Linked DNA regions of Delphinus delphis: region 1 is linked to region 2. A link is a contact called in public Hi-C data. All regions are on one chromosome and are shown on one strand. The core of a region is the stretch at or near the end of the contact, and the rest is flanking DNA. Distances in the headings are between cores, read along the strand shown.

The links. Hi-C and Micro-C count contacts between places; a contact is called where the count stands out from the background.
Region 1: a contact with region 2 is called in a Hi-C map of lung, with 5 times the contacts expected there. The contact joins the promoter of ANKRD27 here to the promoter of CEP89 in region 2. A contact is called at or near these places in 2 of 3 Hi-C or Micro-C datasets (lung and muscle).

Annotation. Positions count from the first base shown.
Region 1 is chr20:18,151,421-18,154,294 of mDelDel1.2, forward strand. It overlaps ANKRD27 (ankyrin repeat domain 27), which reads left to right and starts at 1,415. Exons shown (of 31, transcript XM_069540238.1): 1 at 1,415-1,523. RGS9BP (regulator of G protein signaling 9 binding protein) reads right to left here and starts at 621. Exons shown (of 1, transcript XM_059999930.1): 1 at 1-621. The coding sequence starts at 336.
Region 2 is chr20:17,924,600-17,927,437 of mDelDel1.2, forward strand. CEP89 (centrosomal protein 89) reads left to right here and starts at 1,423. Exons shown (of 19, transcript XM_059999171.1): 1 at 1,423-1,554. The coding sequence starts at 1,516. It overlaps FAAP24 (FA core complex associated protein 24), which reads right to left and starts at 1,142. Exons shown (of 5, transcript XM_060000010.1): 1 at 1,027-1,142; 2 at 717-835; 3 at 456-595; 4 at 128-280. The coding sequence starts at 822.

The DNA of each region.
Region 1 (2,874 bases), core at 165-2,664, 230 kb after region 2:
GAGCGGCCGCAGCGGCTTATTCAGCGGGAACTCGGTGCCCAAGGTCAGCGCACGCCGCATGTCCGCTTCCAGCAGGTCCAGGCAGCTAGAGAAGGCCACCCAGAGGCGCTCGAACTCGGCACGTTCCTCAGCGCCCAGGCCCCGGTCGCGCAGCGGAGGTGTCAGTCGGCCGCGGATGGCCACCGCCAGCTCTTGCGCCTTCTGGCGCGTCTTCTGCAGCTCCTCTCGCAGGTTCTGCGAGTCCGCGGAGCCGCCGATGGTCAGTACCAGGTGGTGGTAGCATGCAGTCGCCTTATTGAGCGCGTCCAGTAGTGCCTTGCACTCCTCCTTCGCCATGGCGCTGCTCTCCGGCGCAGTCCGGCCGCCTGCGCCCCTCTCAGCCTCACGCCCTCAGCGCAGCAGGACACAGCCAGCCCCGACGGCGTCCCCTGGCCAGGCGGCCCGAGCACTCCTCATGGCCTGAGAGGAGCTAGCCACTGCCGCTGCTGTCTACAGAGCCGCTCAGGATCCACGACGTGCGCTTCCGCGGACTCGGCGCGGAGAGAGAGCCCCGTTAGCTGTTTCCCGTCCCCTCGTCCATCCTCCCCAGGTGCGCTCCTAGTCACACGCCGAATCTCTGCGCAGTCCTCGCCTCCACGGTAGCCACCCGCGAAGCCCGGGTTGCGGTCGCCATCCTCCTCCGGTGCAGTCGCCAGGGCTAGCCGGCCGCGGAGCCGCGCCCTCCGCCTTAGCTGCTGCCAAGGGCGGCCGGGTAGGGTTTCTTAGGATCCGCCCACCCCCTCCCGTCCTCGCTGGGCGCTTTCATCCCCTGGACCAGGGATAGGCGGGGCCCCACGCGGGAGGTCACGTGTAGGTCCCCCATCTCCCCCTCCGCACCCCATTACGGTCTGGAATATTAGCGCTCGTCAGATCCAATCCTCTGTTTTACAGAAGGGGAAACTGAGGCTCGATTAAAAAAAAGGGGGCTAAGATCACGCCACGTCCATGCAAGTGAAGGGGCTAGAACCCAGGTACCCTGACTCTTAGACCCTGCCAGCGATGGGAGTGGTATGCCTCGTAGGATTGGGCACCTCCGTCTCCCAAAACGAGCAGTAAAGGGCGATCTGCGGGGCGGGACGGCTCCCAAAATCTCCCCTTTCTAGACCAGCCCGCTTTCCAGCAACAGAGCTTGGACCCCACCCCTTGGATCAGATCTGCTCTCGGCCCCGCCCCCTCCCGTTCCGGGCACGCGCAGTCGGTGGCTCTGGGCTGGTCCAGCCTGAGTAGGAAGTGCTGTGTGCCTCCTGAGCCCCACCCCCGGCTGGGCGGACTCAATGATTGCTCTGCGCACGCGTCACTCTGAATAAAGACGACCTCTCATTGGGCTGACCAGAGATCTTGAGGCGCGGCTCCGCCCGACGGGGGTGGGCGGTGGAGCAGATCTGCGGCGTTGGGGTGGTGGGCCTGAGGTCTGAACCGAGGGGCCGGGAGGGGGTCGGCGCCGCTCTGGGAAGAGCGGGGAGTGAAACTATGTAGCCTTTTAAGTAAGTGTCCTCCCTCCTGTCTCCTCCCGCGCCCTCCTTCCCTCGGGACTGCTGCGCCTCGGGGCCCAGAGGCCGGGCGGGGCCCCGGAGCTGGAAGGGGGAGGGGCTCTTTCCTTTCCTCAGCCGGCGCCCCAAGCTGGGCTGGCGGTCTCCGGGCGGCCTCCAGGGCCCCGGCCCATCGCCGGGTGGACTGCCCCGCCCGTGCTCTCCGACTCCTGTCCTCAGCCGGGCTCGCTCTGCCCCTCTGGTGTGTTTGCGGGGCTAGGGGTGGGGTTGGCGAAGCATGTGCCCTCTGACTCCCGCTGCTCCAGGACAGGTCAGCAGGTCCGGGAACCCGGGAGCTCAGACTTGGGGCAGCACTGTCGTTCACGGGCTGGGTGGCCTCCGCGGTTTAAGGGAGGCCTCGCGGGGCGGGTGGAGGGGAGGGTGGGGGTGGGGGTCCGGAGCATCGGGTCGAGCTGTCGTGGTCCCCGCGGTAATAAAAGCGCGGGGGAGAGAGGAGGGAATCCCTGCTAGCCTGCCTCTCATGGGGCGGGGTCTCGTCTTCCTCCTGGGTAAAGATTTCTCCAGGAAAACTATGAAGCACCAAGAGGTGTTCCGGACTCTGGGTCTGTTCACTTCTTTTCGTTGAAAATGGACTGCCCGTAGGCTCGAGAGGAAGGCCGTGCCGCTCTGGCCGACTCTGGAGGTGCTGGGGACGTGGGCACTCGCGGCCCGTGCAGGGCCACGGGAGCAAGTGGCGCGTCTTCATTGAGGATTTAGGACATTCAGGGAATGAGGGGCAGGGGAGACTGTAGGGACTACTAGTTTGCCATGCGAGCTGGAATTTTCCAAGTCTGTGGGTTTTAGGGAGAGAGGCCCCTATTTTGATTAAGCAATGTACCCTTCCACCAGCCCTAGAGAAGAGCGACAGATATTAGCGGGATATTTACATTTCCAGGCCGCCTTGCCGGGCCTGATGTTGAGGCAGCCCCCCCGGGTCCAGAGCGCTAGGTTCAGGGCTCGTTCTCACTCAGCAGTCTGTCCTTTAATTGGTTGTTTCACTGGTGGTTTGTGGCCAGGGTTGGGTGGTACTCTGGCCCTTGGCCATTCTCTGAGGTGGAGGGTCCCAGCCACCTATGGGCCAAATGGGGCCTTGACAGAGGAAGAGTAGTTTTTAGGACAAAATCGGTAAAAGAAGGGAGAGCGCATCTCTTTGGGGAGCTCTGGGGACAGCAGAGGGAGATGAAGCTGCAGAGGTGGGCAGGAGACCAGGAGTGAGAGGCCCTCCATGCCATGCAGAGAAGTTGAGAGTTAATCTGGTAGGGAGTGGAGGGGAAGTCATTGAAGAATCCTGCACAGACTTCAGTGT
Region 2 (2,838 bases), core at 173-2,672:
GACAGAGATTGACCTGATGGATTGTACCTATAATAAGGGCAGCTGTCTGTCAGAGTAGCAGGTCCAGGAAGGTCAGTCAAGAGTCCTAACACAGGGCTATCGTGGAGGAGTAGGAATCAGTACTTACCAACTGGATAATGAGACAGGACGCTTCCGTCTGGCTGGCCACTGGAAGCAACACCATCCCCAGATCCAGCACAGTAAATTTCTGTACGGCTGGAAAGTACTGTTCACTCATGTGAGTTTTCTCAACTACTACAATCCCTTGAAGTTTACTGGACTTCAATGAAAAAAAAAAAGACAGGAAACTATTTTGTAACAAAATTCCATTCAAGACTAAGAAGCTATCCAAGGGTGCTTGGAATGGCCAATGGTTTTATATAAATTATTCCAAGGGATAGACAGAGGGGGGATAGAAGTCAATTTTCAATTTGTTTCTTTAATTCAGTACTTACGTTTCTAACCCGAACAAGTCTCTTTCTGTAGCCATTTCCTGCCACCAAATCAGCTTCGGTGATATAAAGAATGCAGGATCTGCTAGACAAGTAAAAATCTACCGGTGTCAGGCCATCCTCAAAAACGAGTTTAATTTTTCCTTAAAATACAGAAAAGAAAATAAGTTCCGTGAGCTTTGGATGAAAAGACGGCAATAGGTAGAACGTTTTAAAAAAGTGGGCTAAGGTGAGAGAGGGCTTTAGTAGAGGGAGCCCACCGACCTTGCATCCCCTGTGCCAGCTGCGACCCGCGCCATTTCTCATTGGCCACAATGTGCCCAAACGGCACGTGCATGGGGCCTGTGCCATCAAGGGTGTTCCCTTCCATCGGCTGCCTGGATCTAATGAGCGGAATACAAGACGGCACTTGAGCAGGCTCTCCGGCACACGGCCCCGCGTTCCACTCCCAGCCCCGGCCTCTTTGGCAGGGGCCCGTCTGCAGGGTGTTCTTTAAGAGGTTGATTATTAGCCAAAGTCTAAGAACCAGGAAATTCCTGCCCTAGAAGCCCCGTCCCTCATCTGCGTCACCTGCCTGGCCCCTGACACTCCCGCGCCGTGGCTCCTCCATCCAGTCCAGGGCGGGGGCCGAGCCGGCCAGGGCCCAGTTCTGGGTCTCCCGCGACATTACCTGCGGCGCCCCACTTCCGGGTTCTCTCCTGCGCGCTCTCCAAGTCCTTTATCCTGCCCGCCCTCTGCCTCCCCTGGCGCCGGATAGGCTATGGCCTCAGAGATCGACACGTGACTGGCCAATAAGAGAATGAACAGCGCACACAATTTCAGCCCTGGAGAGGATTTGAGAGTACCCGCTGGTTGCCATGAGCGACGGGTGTGCAGTAACCTTCGCTCTGATTGGTCTTGGGAAAAGCAGAGCCAATGGCAGACGTGGTTGTTGCGAAGTCCGTTGCGTACAAAAGGCGTCTGGGGCTAGGCCCGTTGGAGGCGGCGTGCTTTAGGGAGTGGTACTCGGTTCTGAGATCTGCTTGTCAGTCCAGTGCCGGTCTGGCCAACCCCCGCAGCAAGGATGCTCCTGGGGGTCCGGAGAGGCGGCAAGAGGCAGTTTGTAAGTATACCTGCGCCCGGCCTGCGCTCTGGCCCGTGGGGCCGGGAGTTAAGTGGGAAGGGGTTGGGATTTGGGATGGAGGCAAGGTAGCGGCACAAGAGGAATTGGTTTTTCTTTCGAGAAGCCCTGAATTTTCGTGTTTGGAACACGGATCCTCTATCCCAGTGTCGGCCTCAGTCGATAGGACTCGCCCTGTCTCACCTGTAACTTTCGCTCCGGTGTCGGGAGTTCACTCCTGCCGGCACAAACTTGCTCCACTACTGAATATTCCTCTGTGGGAAGTCATTCTTGATTCTTTCCTCCGCCACGCACCATGTACACCCCACCAGCAAGTTCCATAGATTCCACCCACCAGATGCATCTGGCAGCCGTCCCCGCTCCCACCCCGCCCTCCATCATCTACCTGCACTGCTGCAGCAACTCCTCCCTATTTCTCGGTCTCCGTTCCCGCCCTTCCCCTAGGTCCGTTCTCCACAAAGCAGCCAAAGGAATTCTTTTAAAATGCAATTCTGATCGTGCCCACTGCCCACAAGTCACACACACAGACGCTCCAGCTATTCCCACCTTTAGGTTTATTCAGGCCTTTGTCTTTGCTCTTTCTTCTGCCTGGAATGCTTCCCTGCAGACCTTACCATGGCCACTCTGGCACTGCGGGCGCACACTTCCAGGCTCATTCTCTGACCCCTCCTCCTATGATACTTCTTTGTAACCACTGCCCCCCACCGCAATGGCGTTGTTCCTGTCTCCCTTTTCCATACTTGCCTGGTGAAACCCGACCTACTTACATCCAGTTCTCCATAAACTTAATACTTTAAATACAGAGAAAGCATTTTGATAAGGGTACTCCTGAACTCTGTTTCAGTTTGGGATCAGAAAGCATGTCTGACTTGGCTTCCTGTTCTCAGCCCTATGACCTGCTGAAGTCATTTTAGACAGGTGGATGTTGAGAAGCAAGGAAGGTATAGTTGAAGCATATTTTTCCAGTGCAATTTTGCTAACTCAGCATCTTTATTGAGGTTTTTGTTGTGTTACTGAGTTCCTACTGTGCGTGTGCCAGATACCCACAATTGATTGACAGCCTATGGCCCCAAAGGCTAAAGGGTAGACAAACCTATAAGTCATTCAACACAAAATGGTGAGGGAAAAAGTGCCGAAGAGGCATATACCGGAAGGGGCAGCAAAGTCAGCCGAGAGAGTTGACCTGGGCCTTGGGAGGAGTAAGGAAATAGAATTCCAGGTGGAGAAAACAGCATGTACAAAAGTCTGACAAAGAGTCATTTGCTA